Linked DNA regions of Hordeum vulgare: region 1 is linked to region 2. A link is a contact called in public Hi-C data. All regions are on one chromosome and are shown on one strand. The core of a region is the stretch at or near the end of the contact, and the rest is flanking DNA. Distances in the headings are between cores, read along the strand shown. Region 1 holds the start of LOC123431217 (barwin-like). Region 2 holds the start of LOC123428381 (uracil-DNA glycosylase, mitochondrial).

What was found. Hi-C and Micro-C count contacts between places; a contact is called where the count stands out from the background.
Region 1: a Hi-C map of seedling shows a contact between it and region 2, with 2.8 times the contacts expected there. The contact joins the promoter of LOC123431217 here to the promoter of LOC123428381 in region 2. A contact is called at or near these places in 3 of 6 Hi-C or Micro-C datasets (leaf and seedling).

Annotation. Positions count from the first base shown.
Region 1 is chr2H:649,691,953-649,696,688 of MorexV3_pseudomolecules_assembly, reverse strand. It overlaps LOC123431217 (barwin-like), which reads right to left and starts at 2,443. Exons shown (of 1, transcript XM_045115044.1): 1 at 1,565-2,443. The coding sequence starts at 2,254. The coding sequence ends at 1,754.
Region 2 is chr2H:649,430,139-649,434,912 of MorexV3_pseudomolecules_assembly, reverse strand. It overlaps LOC123428381 (uracil-DNA glycosylase, mitochondrial), which reads right to left and starts at 2,657. Exons shown (of 7, transcript XM_045112579.1): 1 at 2,408-2,657; 2 at 2,096-2,316; 3 at 1,112-1,270; 4 at 75-105. The coding sequence starts at 2,642.

The sequences.
Region 1 (4,736 bases), core at 1,194-3,693, 260 kb before region 2:
TGAGCATGAGAACAAGTGAGACATATACGCGTGCTCCTCCTTCGCCGCCCGCCTCACCACACCACCCCTCGTCACGATGCATCGCGGGTGGTCGGAATGAGCCGGACCGATGTCTAAATTTTTGCCACGCATGACTCGGATGTGAAAGGTTGCGCAGGAGCTAAATATGTTTTGCTTTAGTGAGGATTGAATACGAACACTTCGTCTTCTGGTTGTTCGCTTCGTCTCTCGTCATTTCGTTATGTCTTCTGTCGCAACCTATTCATGTCCTTCTCATGTGCCTATAAATGAGAGGTCGCTCCTCTCCAGAGTGACACACCAGACCAACACCTTCCTCACGCCATCCAGTTTCAAAGCTCTGAGCTACTGCTAGGTTCTTTTCCATCCCAGCTTGCGGCGTGCACCGTAGTTTGAGATAGTAGGCCTACGAAACCCCACCTCTTTGAGTCATGTACGGGAGAAGGGTGATATGGTGTCTGAGGAGCGCTTCACGCGACTCCTGACCTCTTCATCACAGACGCCACGAACGTCGACAACTACTTCCTCAACGACAACTTCTTCCGTGACGTTGTAACCTCTTCGATGACATGGGCGACAACAACGTGAACGCCAACACCAACGCTAATGCTACTGCCGATGCTCAGTATGTGTTCGTGTCTTTTCTGTTCGAGATCCTACTAGAGTTTTTTGGTCTAGTATCTGTTCTAACACACATGTTCAGATGATATTTGCCTACCTAGTCTTGCCTCTGTTATTTTGGCCTACTTTCCTCAAGTTTGCATGACTTTTCTTGTCTTTGTTACAATGATCACGGTTTATCCACTGTTACATTTCTCTTAAAACATTCGGTAAATTGCTCATATTTCCAACACACTATAACTACTTATTCTTTTTTAGATGACTGGTACTTATCTTTGATCTTGATATATGCTTTTAATCGCTCGTATATATTAAAAGAACATATCAGGTTGTGAACCAATCCTGTGTTTGGATGGTTAAAAGGATAGTGGCATTCTCAGTCCAGCAGATTTCAAGCCTTAATTAACCTTGACATTGATGCTTTCATTTTTTTGAATTTACTTCAGTCTTTCTGATAATGTGTATTCAATAAGAGTAGACATCTCTATCGAGTATCGATTACGAAAAAGCCTGTGAAAACTTCCTCAATCCCGTCGACTACTGAAATAATCTGGATCTCTCTCGCAGTGCAGCAACAATGGTTAGCCAGTACGCAACGAGACGGCTCCTATTTCAGCAACGAGCTCCCGAGCCAATACGCAAAGAACAACACGCGCCACCAACAGCACTTAGGTACACGTTCATCATCAGTCATCACGGTGAAACAATGTACACAAAGACCCAGTCAACAGCAGGTCACGTCGATCGGGTGCCTCGTCACTATCGCCATTGCCACACCCACACGGATTGATACATGCGCTCTCCAAAGGGCCCGCCGTCTTTATTGAAGAACGCCGCTGCCAACCAAGCTGGCAGCCGGACTGACCTGAGGCTCATACAACTCCCAAACTTTAGGATTGTTTCAGCTGCTACTTCACGCACTTGATTTCTGCCAACTTCTGGAATTTATTCCACTTCCCGGCCGTCGTTACAATCATAAGATCCATACATGAAATTTATTACACTTCCCGTTTGATTTATTCCACTTTCGTGCCATGCATGCGTACATGTGTTGCGTACAGCGCAACAATGCAGCATCTGATCATCATGCATGTGTTACTATTATAGATTTGAATTACTCAACGGCATGAGTGCTGGCTGGTAGCGTCTCGTTCTTTCCATGGAACTCGACGTGGTTGTCGCCGCAGTTGACGAACTCGTAGTTGACGATGAGGTGGCCCCTCTGGTACCCCATGCCGTCGGTGTCGATCTTGACGAACACGGTGTCCCAGTCGAGGTCCAGCCCACCGTTGGCGCACTGGTCCACGATCCTCGCCGTGATCTGCGCCCCCGTCCCCGTGTTGGTCACCCGGATGCACCTCCCGCACGACGCCTGGCCGCGTGGGCCGGCGGGGCCGCAGAACGCCGTCCAGCCGTACTTGGACCGCCATGACAACGGCTTGCCGGCGTCCCAGGTGGAGCAGTAGGCGCTCACGGCGGGGGCGCCCAGATCCCAGTTGTTCTGAGCCGGGCGGTAGAAGTGGTAGGTCGCGCGGACGTTGCTCGCCTGCTGCGCCGCCGCGGCCGCGGCTCCGGCGCACAGGAGCGCCGCCACCAGCGCGAGGCGTGCGGCCATCGTCGTCGACGTAGCAGAGGAGGATGATCGTTCCAGAGAGGAGTAGCTAGCAGCTGCTGACACTGCAATGGGAATCGCTCTTGGCCGCCACCATTATTATATAGAGGTGGAATGGAACGCTGCGCATCAGATGAGATGCTCGTGGATAATTGGTACGGTGATGGTAGACTTTTCTTCTCTTCACAGCTTCTATGAAATTTCCACAAACTATATATAAATCAATTGCATGAACAGCTCACAAGGAAGTAGATATGCCTTTAAGAGCTGCAGCATACGTGTCCTGCTACCTAGCTGAACATAGGAAAAATGTTGCAGCTGTGGGTGGCTGCCTATGTAATCATGTCAGCATGTCACATTCCACAAATTTGTGCCGCTGCAATTGCGACCACGTATGCGAACTCTTGAAGAAAGATATAATAATTTAGCGTGAAATTGGAAATTTTAGGTAGGGTAGCTCCATTTATTGTCATGAAAAGGAGTTGTCGTCAATTTATTTCAGACATTAACAACACAAAGTGTCTAGAACAAGTCCATAGATAAACCGTAAAATGTAAACGCTGGAGTCACATCTCCATAATTTTACTAAAATATACCACAACATCTGGGCTACGTTACTTATACATACACATGTCACAACCATGGAATTTCCATAACCACATCTAAATAGAGCACACCCATGGATCTTTGTGACTAAACTTACATAGATTTTAAGCGATTAGATGTGTTTTATTAAAGAGAATATGTACTAATATCAAGAGATAGGCGGTTAAATATTACTTCGAAATTGCAATGGTAGAATGACCTATGTGGAAGCAATTTGTCAACAGTTGCATTGAGATCAAGGTCATTAGGGAATCATAGGTGAAATCAGGCATTGTTTCTTGCTTTCTAGATTACCCAAATAGTGGCTGCTATACTCACATACTTCTTACTTCCATTCAAAGGGAAGTGTGTTTAATAATAGTAAAAAAAGTCAATCATCACATAAATGTGATAAAAACAGGTACATAAAGGGAATTCAGTGGACATTGAACAACACTCAATACAAACGTGCAATTGGGCACGAGAAGAGAGATGATCAATGGATTTATCGACATCACGGAGAAGATATTTCTTATCCCCCAAACCCATGCGATATGAAGCTGAATATCTCAGGTCAAAATTCTCCTTTGAAGCACCAATGAGTACAAGATCTTAATTTTGTATGGTAGATTCAACTTCCCTAACAACTTTTACAACTTTTAGGCTATATTGTGTTTCTTCTTATTTACAACAAACATCCCATTGTTCACCCGATGGGGTATGGGGATAAATCATTGATTCATTGGGAACGTGATTTGCCTCATTCCTGCAAGCACTTCCTTGCAATGATTTCGGGTGGTTTTGGATGGCTCTCACTTGCAACCTATTTGTGATGGTATATTGTAATTGTATACTGCACTATGTCGCCATGGCATCTCGCTTACTTATCTAATTCTTCTTTGGGCTACAGTTAAATACGCTAGAACACCTAAAAATGCCCTTTGTTTTAGAGGTTAGCATGCGGCAGTTATATCCTAAGATTGAGAAGAAAAGGGAGGGAATGTTCTCCATTGGCATCGGCCTTCTAAATATACTGGTATGCTTGGGCCTTGACCGGCATAACCGTGTGGAATCAACCCGGTTAGTACGCTTCGGCCTTTTTGCATGGTTCGGTAAAAAAAATTTAGGGGATGCAAATCATGAATGATATGTCTCACTTATAGCGAGAATAGCATCCGTCCCGCCGAAGCTTTCGTGCACGCCGCGTGTGTGTGCCGGCCCCATACCATGTTACTCATTTGTTGGTTTGTCGGTCGTTTGCTCATGTGTTCATCCATATCTTTTCATATATTTTTCATTCTTTGTTTCCTTTTTTTTAGTTTTCGTATTTCTTCTCAAAGTTTCATTGGTTTTCTTATTTTCGTTGCCATACTTTGTTTTTGTGTTTCTTTTTGTTTCTTTCATGGTTTTCATCAGTTTTTCCTTCTTTCACACTGTCCTTCTTTTCTTTCTTTGATTTTTGTTTATTTCTTGGCTTCCATAGTTTTTTTATTTATTTATCAGTTTTCATTGTTCTGCATTCTTTTTGCACTTGTTTCTTTTTGTTTTCTTTTTCATTCAACTTTTACTTCTATACCTTTGTTTCATCTTTGGTTTTCATATTCTTTTGTTATTCATTCTGCAATTTTCGTATGCGTCAAGAACATTTTTCTAATACATGTTCATAATTTTATAAAAAAATGAAATTTTTAGTGCATGCTGTATATAAATTTTCAACATGTTCCAATTGCTTCATAAAAAAATCAAATACATTCTTAACATTTTTTTAATACACGGTGATTTTTTCCTGTACACATTTAAAACTGCTTGATTAAAAAAATCAATACCAGATTACTGTTTTTTATACATGGTCAATATTTTTTCTATACACATTTACCACTTTCCAGATATTACTACCAAT
Region 2 (4,774 bases), core at 1,408-3,907:
AATTTAAATCGGTATGCACGAATAAGAGCTAACGAACAACAAATGTTTCATCCTGATGAGAAAAACAGGCTTACCTGTTAGCACGGTATTGAGCATAAGAATACCCTGCAAGATAAATGTTTTTTTTCTCGAGTTAGTAAACACATCTCCAAAGAAAGTTAAAAGAAAACTTATGGTGTGCTGCTGGGAAATGAGGAAAGAGAACAAATTTGGCTATAGGCAGTAGCAGGCATTGTTTTCTACTCCTATATTAGTATATTTCTTCTCATGAAGCTACTTTGTTTCAGGTTCATCATGGCCTTGTTGCCCATTCAAGTAGATTTTAATTTTTAGAACAAAATATAGTGTATCAAGCCAATTGCTTCTCTGGTATCCTATATAGGATAAATGGTAAGAAAATGTAAAATTACTTAGTTTAGTTGATAACTGTAGTGACATGTTGGCATAGATTTGGCCAAAAATAGAATATAAATGGTAGTGAAATTACACAAAACTGTTTTTGTGGACTTCTAGAGTGAAGGCACATGATTTTGCGGACTTGGTAGATATCCGCTCTGCTAAACAGCTGCAAGACTGCATGAGTCCTTCGCAGTTGTAACATGTAAAAATATGCACATTGTTTCATGGTACATTAATACATATCGATCCTAGTATTGCAAGGGCGATTAATATTAAGGTAAACTAGAATATAAACATGTTGTTTGAGTGCATATACTATTTACTCTTGTTAAGCTTCATGGACTAGCCAACGCAACCAAAAGTCCAAACTGATGGAAAGGGCTAGACAATCCACATATATACTTCAACACCCCCTCTCACACGTGATGCGGAAAGTCAACACGTGGATAGACTCAGAGGTATGGCTCAAGAGGCCTATACGTCGACAAGGGGGGGCACCAATTTTTGGATAAATTGCGAAAGCCAGGACTTGAACTCAAGACCTTAGACTCTGATACCATGTTATGAAAGCAACTTATCTCTATTGAAGCCTCTCATACCATGTTAAGCTTCATGCACTAACCAGTGCAACCAAAAGTCCGAACTAATGGAAAGGGCTAGACAATCCAAATATACACTTCAACAAATCTAGCGTTTTATCAAACAATTTTACCTGCACAGCCCATCTTTCCAAATTCCCATGAGATGGTATAGTACACCCTACATCTTTATGCAGCTCTTTAAATATGTTTTGTAAGCTGGAAGGAATTTTGATCCCCTCTGGTACTGAAAACGACAATCCCATGGCCTGACCAGGACCATGGTATGGATCCTGAAAAGTAGACAATCTGCAACATGAGACACTAAAAACAATTGCTACCAATGAATCTACACTTTTACAATAAACAAATCAGAAACTTAGTCTGTCATCATTAGGCAGCCACCATTAGTTATTCCGTTATGTTAAAGCAGAAATAAAAAAAATAGACTGTAAACACTGAAATCAGAAACTTACTGCATGATACAGATGCATAGTAGGTTCAAAGACAAATGAAGACCATATGGTAAATACAGCAAGCAAATAAGGATCACCGACTAATAGCTGAATGAAAGGCATATATATGTCAGGCATATTTTCAGGCTACAAAGTGTTGTGGCAAATATGCCAGACACCACAATATGATCACACAAATAAAATAGCCTCAAACCAGTTATTCTGGCGTGATAATATGAAAATGCAGAACAGCAGCAACAGTTCCTGTCCCTGCATATGGCACTGCCAAATTATACTATCCATGTTTCAGTTTAATGTCATTACTCCATACAGCAGGCAGCACTGTAACTACAGATCAGTTATTCTAGCATAATATGAATATGCAGAACAGAAGCAACAATTTCCATTTCTGCATACGGCATTGTCAATTTTTTTTAACCATATTTCAATTTGATGGCCTCACTCCATACAGCAAGCAGCATTGTAACAAAAAGAAATTCCAGGCCAAAGTCAGACCAAATGGCAAAATCTTTACATAAATACGCGCTATATGATCCTCAGAATGAAGTTAAATTAGCGAAACTGTCGCGCATTTCTTCACAGTGAAGCAGCAGGTGAACAAGTACAGGATTCGTGAACTTCAGTGACTTGGTATTTGGGTACCTGGCCGATGATGACGGCTTTGACGTCGTGGAAGGGGGTGGTGTGGAGCGCGTGGAAGACGAGGTGGGGCGGCGGGTAGACGGGCACCTTGGCGTGCAGGCGCTCGTGGGCGACGAAGCGGCAGAGGTCGAGCGCGTAGGGCTTGCGCAGCTCCCCGGACAGCGCCTCCAGCCACGTCTCCTCCACGAGCAGCTCCTCCAGCTTCGCGGCGCCGCCGGCCGCTAGATGCGAAACCCCAACGGTACAGTTATTAGAACCCTAACCAGGGTCGGGAGAACGGGGGGTTTGGACTTTGGAGGGAGAGGGGGGTACCTTTGGACTCGGCGAGGCGGAGGTTGCGGCGCGCGCGGGCGAGCGCGAGGTTGGTGTCGGCCCTGCGGCGCTGCTCCGGCGAGAGCGGGGAGTGGTCGGAGGAGGGGGAGAGGGAGGCGGCGGGGACGACGACGGTGGCGGCGGCGGTGCCGGCTGCGCCGGAGCGGAGGCGCTTGGCGGGGCGGACGAAGAAGTCGGCGATGGTCTTGGGGGCGGTGGGGGGCGACGGCGCCATGGGGGTGGGGGTGGGGAACGAGCTTCGATTGGGGTTTCGGTAGGCCGCGCTGTTGCTGGGAGGGGGAGGAAATGGGCGCGCGACCGCGGGATTTTTGGGCGCTCGCCGCCGGGACCTCCTATGTGACGCTCGCTGCGTCTAACAGAAGCGATCCGCACAGGGGCGAGAGAACCCGGCCCGGCCCATTAACCTGTATCGTGTTTTCTATCTTCGTACGCATGTAAGCAAGCATGTAGTACGTCTCAAACAAAACGTCGGACTTTTTAAAAAAAAAATGCGAACACAAAACAGAAAGGTAAATGCTTGCAGCCGGAGCACCGGCCAAATCGTTCGGCCGGTCGCTCGCAGCCCGCGCGCGCTGACAAACAGCCTTGCAACATTTTTTCGCTCAGATTTACTGCAACCATGTATAAATTTAATGCAAACGTTTGTCATTTTGCTACATTTTATTCATTTAAAAAAGCTACATCCATGCTTGGTTGTAACTCGAGTTCGTTGAATTTTTGCTAGATCCGACGTTTTGACTTTTGCTACTTTTAGGCGGTGAAGAAAAAATTGAAAAATGGCGGAAAAAAAATAACTTCTCAACATTTTTAGAAACCCGGAACAAATTATGGAAATGAAATATTTTTCCAGACTTGCCAACTTTTAGGAAAATCACGAGCATTTTATGAAATTAGGTACAAAATTGATAAAACATGAACATATTTTTTATCAACTGAGCAATTTTTTAAACCCAGAATAAATTTTCGAAAAGGCAAACATATTTTCAAATGGGCAAACAATTTTTGAAAGTCACAAACATTTTTAAATTTCTAAAAAGTATTTTTTAGAAACAAACAAAGACTTTTTTTAAAATATGTACAACATTTTGAAAATGCAAACATTATTTAAAAAATTAGGAACATTATTTGAAGTTATGAACAAAACTTGAAAATGGGAAACAATTTTCAACTTCTGAATATTTCTAGAAACCGAGACAAAAAATACAAAAATGAATCATTTTCCAAACATGGAAACTTTTTATGTAAATCACGAACATTTTTATTAAATTATGAATAAAATTGAAAAAATATGAACATGCTTCGAAAATCTGAGAAAGTTTTGAGACCGGAAAAAAAGTTGGGAAAGGCAAACATTTTTTAAATAGGAAAACAATTTTTGAAAATGACTAACATTTTTTAAATTTGTAAACAAAAAATTAAAACAAAGAAAAATCATAAAAATGAAAAAGATCCGAAAATCAAGAAAATTTGAACTTGAAAAAGAAACAAAACATAAAACAAAGAAATGGAAAAAGAAACCGAATATATAAATGAAATAAAAAACAAAGAAAATAAAAAGAAAAAACAAACACAAAATAAAACCCCCAAAACGGTAAAAAAACCAAAAACGGATTTGGGAACCTTGTGGAAGGTTCCCAAAACCGGTTGCCTCTCTATGAGGGAGTGGGTTGGCCCAATTTTGCGCTAGGGAACCGCTTGTGCAAAGCCGTGGCAATTTGACGCAAAGAACGGTAAATAGGGAATTCCCTCGTCGTCGTCGTGGACACCGAGGCGATTTTTCTGCCATGTGGAAGGTGGGCTCAACTGCGCTCGAAAAGAATGCCATAGCGAAGGCCTCGAACGCTTGAAGAAGCAGGAATCTCGCCCAAAAGTGGTGCACTGACTCACCCAGCCGTTGAGTGGTCGAGGACGGGTTTGAACCGAACCCCATTCTCAAGGGATGTTTAGGTTGGGTGACAGGTGGGTTTAATTTTTGGATTCCCATTGGGTGTGCTCTCGCCAATTCGGTCGTCGGGTCCTTGACGGGACTGCGTACCGAACCAGCCACTTGGCTTGAATTGTTCCCGGGGCTGGATAGAAGCTCCAAGTTGTTGAGTTTGTCCGAGAGGTCGACGACTAGGATGTGTACCGCTCTTAGTTTCGATGATTGGTACGAGGAGCCCTTGACTGGGCGTTCGACGATACTAACTTGATGCGTGATGGGCGGGATGTGGATGTCCCTGTCGTCAGGTTTGATCCCGATCCGACCATAGATCGTGCCCTGACCATTAGTCATGCTCAAAGCCTGGATCTGGTCGAGTAATATGTGCAATGTTGGGGTTTCGGCAGTGCTTATGCCGCATAGGT